Linked DNA regions of Nomascus leucogenys: region 2 is linked to region 1. A link is a contact called in public Hi-C data. All regions are on one chromosome and are shown on one strand. Each heading gives the region's core, a stretch centred on a gene start, on an enhancer-like site or on the middle of the called end of the contact. The rest is flanking DNA. Distances are from core to core; before and after follow the strand shown. Region 1 has its middle 14 kb from the start of SLC6A4. Region 2 holds the start of NSRP1 (nuclear speckle splicing regulatory protein 1).

Region 1 (4,185 bases), core at 1,013-3,512:
GGTGCCCGCAGCCAGGGAGCAAGAGGGGAGGAGATGGGACCACCCAGCCAGAGAAAGGAGGGGTCGAAGACCCCCTTGAAGGAAGGGCCCAGCGCACAGGGCCTGCAAGGAGTTGGCCCCTTCCCCACCCACAGCTGGGCAGTGCCCACCGAGATCATCCTCCCTACTTCACAGACAGAGACACAAAGGCCAGACAGCTTGAGGTTAAGCAGCTTGGCCAAGCCCACACCACAGTACAGGGTGGGGGCCGGGATTTGACCCAGGTGCACAGGGTGCCCACTCTCTGGGCAGCACCCGCACAGAACAGGGCAGTGCCATAGGGAGGGGCTGCGCTCTGGGTAGGAATGCATCTTCGGCTAGAAAGAGTCTAGAAGGAAGGCCAGAAGTGGCGAGGTCAAGTTCACGAGACTGCATAGTTAAGAAGTGTTAAGAAGTCACACTGGACAGACCCGGTCTTGGTGGCCAAGCGCTGAAGTCACCCCTGCAGCCGTCCTCCGCTTTGGCGCCTCTTCCCAGCGTCCCTGCCCCCCTCCATTGGCCCTCCTGGAAACGGCACCTTCCGTTTTCTGTTGCCCTTGCCTATACAGCAGAAACATGCTCATTTAAGAAGAAGAAGTGGAACGTGGGAGGCAGCAGACAACTGTGTTCATCTGAAAGGAGGAGCCCCCACCCCCGTGCAGGCGCTGCCCCTGGGGATGAAATTCCCAAGCTTGTTGGCGATTCTCCCGCCTGGCGTTGCTGCTCTGAATGCCACACCTAACCCCCTAATGTCCCTGCTGCAGCCCTCTCAGCATCCCCCCTGCACCCTCCCAGCATCTCCCTGTACCCCTCCTAGGATCGCCCCTGCATCCCCCATTATCCCCCCTGCACCCCTCGCGGCATCCCCCCTGCACCCCCCAGCATGCCCCTGCACCCCTCGCGGCATCCCCTTGCACCCCCCAGCATCCCCCTGCAGCGCCCCCAGCATCTCCCCTGCACCCCCAGCATCCCCCTGCACCCCTCCCAGGATCTCCCCTGCAACCCCCATTATCCCCCCTGCACCCGTCACAGCATCCCCCTGCACCCCCCAGCATCCCCCCTGCACCCCCAGCATCCCCCCTGCACCCCTCCAACATTCCCCTTGCACCCTCCCAGTATCCCCCTGCATCCTGGCCTCCAAGCCTCCCGCCCACCTTGCGGTCCCCGCCTTGGCGTCTAGGTGGCACCAGAATCCCGCGCGGACCCCTCCGGCTGGGAGCCGCCCTCGCTTGCCCGTGGTTGTCCAGCTCAGTCCCTCTAGACGCTCAGCCCAACCGGCCGCACAGTTTTCAGGGGTCAGTTCCTCCAAGTACAAGGGGCGGTGGCTTCTCTGGAGCTGCAAACTTGTCACTGCTATTTCCTTTTGGTCTTCTACTTCCTATCTTTCCTGGCCTCCTCGTGGGGAGAGGTAGAGCCCTCTCCTCTCCGCCTCAGGGACAACCCACAGCAAGTACTGCATGTGCCCTTTTTAAAGTTTTAAATAATTTTAGCAAAAAAGATATTAACATTAAATCCATTTTTAAACTTTTTGAAAAAATTATCAAAACAACATGCACATGGGTCAAAACACTAGGGTGCCGTTGGGCCCCTTCAGACAATTCAAATTGTCACCAGGTTGGAGTGCAGTGGTTCGATCACGGTTCACTGCAGCCTCGACCTCCCGGGCTCAGCTGATCCTCCACCTCAGCCTCCTGAGTAGCTGGGAACACAGGCGCGAGCAACCATGCCCGGCTAATTAAAAAAATTTTTTTTTTCTAGAGATGGGGTCTTGCTGTGTTGCCCAGGCTGGTCTTGAATTCCTGGGCTCAAGCTATCCTCCCGCCTCAGCCTCCCAAAGCACTGTGCTCCTTTTTGACGCAGCTTTGAACTGTAGCTGGTTAACAAAATGAGAACCAGTTCTTCATTCCTTCATTGTGGAAGTCTTTATTGTGAGACTCTGGGGACGGAGAGGAATTAGACAAGGGCCTCTAAGCTGAGCTCACATCCCAGCCGGGCAGTCAGATAAACGCATGGGTACCAAGTACTGTTACGTCCCAGGAAGAAAGGGAGACCAGGTTTTGGGATGGGGGCGATGGGGAGGTGTCCGAGGTCAAGAGGAAGCGGCACCAGCAGACCCCTGTGTGCCGTCCTGGGGGCGGGGGGCGGCAGGGGAGGCGCATACCCGCCCCTTTGTGCAGCCTCCCACCTCCCGCAAAGTTAAAGAGCAGGAAAGTCAGGATTCCTCGCTCGGCCCTGCCCTGCCGGCTGCTCCGCGCTCCGCTCCTCCCTGCGAGCGTGTGTGTGTCGGGGGTCCCTCCCCTCCTGGCTCTGGGGTCCGGCGCGCACCCCGCCCCGTAGCGCGGCCCCTCCCGGGCGAGCGCAGCCCCATCCAGCGGGAGCGCCGAGCCGCGGCCGCGGGGAAGCATTAAGTTTATTCGCCTCAAAGTGACGCAAAAATTCTTCAAGAGCTCTTTGGCGGCGGCTATCTAGAGATCAGACCATGTGAGGGCCCGCGGGTACAAATACGGCCGCGCCGGCGCCCCTCCGCACAGCCAGCGCCGCCCGGTGCCTCGAGGGCGCGAGGCCCGCCCGCCTCCCCAGCCTGGGACCAGCCTCCCCGCGCAGCCCGGCAGGTGGGTCAAGCTTTTCCTCTCCGCCTCGAACCCACGTTTCTTTCCAGAACTTCTTCCCCGCCTCGGGGACGGGGATAGAACAGCTGCGCCCCACCGCCCTGCGAGGAGGCGAGGACGTGCATGCGCCCCAGCGGTGGGCGTCGGATCCTGCCCCTGCGCCCTCCACGCTCAGCAAGAGCCAGAGCTGAAGCGGACGGGCGAGAGTGGGAGACGAGGAACGTGGAGTGCTCGAAGGGGGGCGGGCGTAGGGGGCTCCTTTGTCTATTGTTGCAGAGGCTTTGCAACCTCTTGAGGACCTGCGAAAGACCCCTTAAAGAGGGTCTTGAGCAAAGTGCTGTCCTGCGATTTGGGAAAAGTTGCTTTCGTTTCAACCCATGGCTTATGTTTGATCTTTACTTTGCTGTCATCGCGTGCAGGTGGCTTTATGCAAAGAGAGAGTTCTGGTTGACACAAATGCCCAGACAGCTAGAGAAATCTCTGAGTGGCGCTTAAGTGGGCCGAGTCTCTGTGCGCTTGGGTGGTTTCACTGTCAGAGCTGAGGCGCGCTCAGACAGACACCTCACGGGCCATTCAGAATGTATGTGAAACTCCAGCTCCAACGACTGTGCTACGTGGTTGAAGGGTATGACCATCATTTGCTTGAAAATTGTGTGCATTCAAACTTGTTCTTGAAAAAAAGCTCTCTGGGGCTCAAGAATGGATTTGGGTCTTGGGCTAAGGAGCAGATTTTCTTCTGAACTGGGGCTTTTGCATATTGAATTGTTCCTTTTCCATTTGGGACTCTGAAGAATTCGAGAGGGGTAGAATTTCTGAATCAGACATTACAAAGACTTTGTGTATGTATTTTTACGATCAGTTTTGTCCAGAAAAGTGAACCAGGTCAATGGATTATTTATGAGCCTGCTAGCTAACTCTCATCGTAGGAAGACGAGATCAAATATTTAATGTGTTTTGCCCTCAGTTACATAGGAAAAATGTCTAAGAAGGTGACATTGGGACTTGTGTTTAATGAAACAGAGAACTGTGGGCAGCATCAGTGTTGGGTTTTTAGGAGCGCAGGGAGCACACAGCTTTGACTCTTTGTCCCATTACTTGCTTCTGTGTGAAGCCACTGAGGCCCCAGGGTTCGGGTTTTCCTACCACGCACTCTGAGGTGGCAGTGACCGTTCCAACATGGATGAGTGAGAGGCAAGTTCTTATGAGGTTTGTGCAAATTGAGCAAGCCACTTGGGGCATGGGTTTTTCCTCTTTTCTTTCTTTCTTTCTTTTTCCCACTAAAGAACAGATTGAAACTGCTTCACAGTTAATCAAAAGTCCCCTCAACACTCTGGTGATCCACCTAAGACCTCTCAGAGATGTAACCACCAGCACAGATATTCAAACCCATTTTTTTTCAATCCCTTTGTTTAAGAAATATAAATATACTAGGAGTGGGATGGGGGAATAATGTTGATGTTTTAATGGAATCCGAAAGACCTCAGAAATTCCTCTGCGGGGATGTTTAGAGTCGTCTGAGCATTTTGATGAAACTTGGAGAGGCATGTTGAAGAGTTTT
Region 2 (4,185 bases), core at 896-3,395, 120 kb after region 1:
TCAGGAGTTCAAGACTAGCCCGGCCAACATGGTGAAACCCTGTCTCTACAAAAATACAAAAATCAGCTGGGCATGATGGCAGGTGCCTGTAATCCCAGCTACTCAGGAAGCTTAGGCAAGAGAATCGCTTGAACCCAGGAGGCGGACTTGCAGTGAGCCGAGATCATGGCATTGCACTCCAGCCTGAGCAACTGAGCAAGACTCTGTTTCAAAAAAAAAAAAAAAAAAGAAAAGAAAAGAAAAGCACACATTTGGGGTTGTTTCTGATATATAACTGTGGGCTTCACAGAAAAAGTTTTGGCTGCTACAATAGAAAATGTTTATATTAGATGTTATTGTAGTACTATCAAGGGTAACTATTCACTAGCACGATTATAACTGAGCAATTACATTTGGCAGACACTGAATTTAAAAAAAAGTAGTATTGTTAAGAACTGTTATATAGTGATGTTAGCTCATGGTTAACAAATTAAAAACTGCTTTGCTAATAAAAATTTGTAGGAAATTGGTGACATCTTAATAACTCATACCTAGGGATCTTTACACGAACAATTTTGTTATGACAATTTCAGTAGTCTGAAAAGACCGTGTATTTGTTTAAAGGTAAAGTTTGCAGCTTTTAGAGGGAAAAAAATCTTTAAAAAATCGGTGAAGCTGCTTTCTTTACACCTTCCTTTTCGACAATTCTGTAAATTATACTCCACTGTATTGACAAATAACAAATGCAAAGGTATCAGAGTCACAAGTTCAATATTTAAAAAATTTACATTTCCAACCATGCACGAGTAAAACATAGGTTTCCTTACCTCATCATCATCATCAGAATCATTCCCAAACACTGATGGTTTTTGCAAAACAGGGTGCAACTGCTGTGTTTTCTTTGGCAAAATAAGCCCATACCTGCATATATTTTTTTTGAAATAGAAATTAAACCTTTATGTTTAAATGTTAACAAACACATCTACTACCTCTTCCACATGAAGCTACCAAATCAAAACATGCCATAAGCTTTATGAACACATAATAGACTGTTTTTGCTTCTCAGTGATCTCAAAACTCTAACATGCCGTAAGATTCTATAATTACTACTCTTAAGTGATCATTTGTGGACACGGGCTAAACTCGAATACCATTTTTATCAGAGAAGTAAATGAAAAGTTCAGAAATGTTTTAAAATGGCGAAGTGACAGTAACATTTAAAAAAAAAATGTGTAGTGGAAAGTTTAGTTCATGTCCACTGAAGATTTTAAAATGCTTTCAACTATCCTTGCGGTCTAAACAGTCAAGAAAATGGCTAGATTTTTTTTCCTACTTTGTACTTACATAGTTTCTAAGAACTGACTGGATAGTGTAACTCCCGAAAATTTTTAAAAGATTAACTGAGAAACCCAAGTAGCCATGGGGCAAGTTCGCATTACACTTTATTAAGATCACGTGCTTTGCCTCGGAGCATCTGAGAGAACCATCCCATCAGATCCAACTCCTTTAGTTTCTCACGTTTTGGCCTTTAAGATGCGGAGATCACGGGAGGCCGCATCAAAAGTAAGGATTACACATCAAAGGTAAAACTTTCAAGTACGTACAGTATTTGTCTCTTTTGCGGCAACGTATACCCCAATTTCCTATATGCCTACCCTTTTTCTGTGGCTTCTCAGAACAATATTCCTAAAACGACAAGGAAGGGCGGGAATCAGGACTTGAGCTTCTGCCAAGGAGAACAAGGCCCTCTAAGGAAGCCAGGAACTGTCTCTCTTCACACTGCCCCTGAGAGCATCCAAGCGGGGAGAAACTCAAGCGCGGGGTAGGAAGCAAGACTGAGGGGCCTCAGACCGAGCTTTTGGAAAATAGAAAAGTCTCGCTCTCTGCCCCTCAGCCTAACTTCCTTTATTTCCTCACAAGTTTCTCCCTCAAACTTCGGGCTTCCATCCTGGAAAATTACGGGGGAGGGGAATCTATGTTCCTCAGGACTTCTCGTTTTTTCCCGTCTCTACCCCTGACGACACAGTCCCTTCACTTCCAGCGCATTTAAAACTCCTCGGCCAAAGACACAGTCGCCGTAGTTTCTCATCCCCCAGCCTGACCCTAACTCCCGGATCACTCACTGCCTGCCCGGAATCGCCATCTTGCTCCCGTGTCCGCTGAACGCGGCCGACGCCTCCGTGACGCTGACGCCGATGACGTCACGTAAACTCTCGCGCGGCTTTGGGTGGCCCGGATCCTGCTTGTCGGTTGAATCGCTGGTTTGAGTCACTTCTACGGTGCTGGGAATTGGATCCAGTGACTTCTGTTTTGTTTCGGAGCCCACCGGCTGCCTCAAAATCTGTAGGAGAAAGGAATGACAACGTTCTAGGCCAGTTGTTTGCAGTGTGTGGTTCTGGGACCAGCGGCATCAGCATCACCGGAGATACTGTTAAAATGACACATTCTCGGGCCCCGCCCCAAACCTGCCGAATCAGAAACTTTGGAGTGGAGCGAGTTATCTGAATTTTAACCAGCGGGTAATTCTGATAAAGCTTGAAAACCACTGCCATGGCTATCGATAATCCCCTTACCCCCTTCCAAGTGTTCACTTTAACTGGTTCAGGATAATTAGGCGAAAAATGAAAATCTGTGTATTAATAATACCTTACATAGGACCAAAATTATTATTTAAATAAAAAAATTTTTTTTGAGACGGAGTTTCGCTCTTGCCCAGGCTAGAGTGCAAAGGCGCCAACTCGGTTACCGCAACCTCCGCCTCCCTGGTTCAAGCGATTCTCCTGCCTCAGGCTCCCGAGTAGCTGGGATTACAGGCATGAGCCACCACGCCCGGCTAATTTTGTATTTTTAGTAGAGACGGTGTTTCTCCATGTTGGTCAGGCTGGTCTCGAACTCCCGACCTGAGGTGATCCGCCCGACTCGGCCTCCCAAATTGCTGGGATTACAGGCATGAGCCACTGCGGCCGGCCCAAGGACCAAAATTATTAATAATACTGTTCATGGGCCATTGGGTATAGGAATCAAGATCATATATGATACTTTTTTTTTTTTTGAGACGGAGTCTCGCCCTTGTCGCCCAGGCTGGAGTGCAATGGCACGATCTGGGCTCACTGCAACCTCCGCCTCCCAGGTTCAGGCGATTCTCCTGCCTCAGCCTCCTGAGTAGCTGGGATTACAGCGTCCGCCACCATGCCTGGCTAATTTTTGTATTTTTTTAGTAGAGGCGGGGTTTCACCATGTTGGCCAGGCTGGTCTCAAACTCCTGACCTCATGTGATCCACCCGCCTCAGCCTCCTCAAGTGCTGGGATTACAGGCGTGAGCCACCGTGCCTGGCCCATATATGATACCTTTTTGAAAACTCTACCCACATCTGTGCACTCATTCACTCTTGGTTCATTCCCAACCAGTCTCAGAGCAGCCAAAGAGATCAATTACCGAGATAAAGATGTTGAAATCTCCAACTATAATTGTGAATTTGCTTCTCCTTTCAATTCTATCAGTTTGTGTCATGTATTTTGAAGTTAGGTATGTAAATATTTAGGATTGTTACGTTCTCTTGCATTAACCTCTATTGACCTCCATAGCATTAAGAAGTGGCCCTCTTTATTCCTTTATTCTTATTTGTCTGCTTGGTCTGCTATCAAATATTAACTAGCTTTCTTTTGATTAATGCTAGCATAGTATATCTTTTTCAACCCATTTTAATCTATTTGTGTATTTATATTCAAATTGAATCACTTGTTGACAGAAAATAGTTGGGTCTTGCTTTTTTATCCAGTCTGACAGTCTCTTCCATCTAATTTGGATGCTTAAAACATTTTCATTAAAGTGACTATGATTGCAGGCTGGGTGGGGTGGCTCAGGCCTGCAGTCCCAGCACTTTGGGAGGTTGAGGCCAACAGGCATAACACAGCCAGACCCCACCTCAAAAAAAAAAAAAAAAAAAAGTATGATTGCTATTTGTTTCCTATTTTTCCCAACTGTGATTCAGCTTATGATTTTCATGCTTCAGCCTCCTTTGTTGGTTTACTGACCATACTTCTTTGCTTGTTATTTAAGCTGTTGCTTTAGGGTTTCTAATAGATGTCTTAAACTTATCACAATCTGCCTTAAAGTAAGAATCTACCACTTTGTGTATAGTATAAGAAGCTTAGAAAAGTATACTTCCATTTTATCTCCTAGTTTTGTGCTATTGTCACTGTCAT

Evidence for each region. Hi-C and Micro-C count contacts between places; a contact is called where the count stands out from the background.
Region 2: a contact with region 1 is called in a Hi-C map of a lymphoblastoid cell line, with 5 times the contacts expected there. The contact joins the promoter of NSRP1 here to the enhancer-like site in region 1. A contact is called at or near these places in 3 of 4 Hi-C or Micro-C datasets (a lymphoblastoid cell line and an unstated tissue).

What each region holds. Positions count from the first base shown.
Region 1 is chr19:36,270,254-36,274,438 of Asia_NLE_v1, forward strand. No RefSeq gene overlaps it. Among named protein-coding and RNA genes, the nearest start is that of SLC6A4, 14 kb to the right of the region's middle. Within about 2 kb of position 2,263, the one cell type or tissue checked has an H3K27ac peak away from gene starts, as active enhancers do. A contact at or near this core is called in a lymphoblastoid cell line, where this site is marked.
Region 2 is chr19:36,393,174-36,397,358 of Asia_NLE_v1, forward strand. It overlaps NSRP1 (nuclear speckle splicing regulatory protein 1), which reads right to left and starts at 2,146. Exons shown (of 7, transcript XM_003277079.4): 1 at 2,103-2,146; 2 at 807-900. The coding sequence starts at 2,122.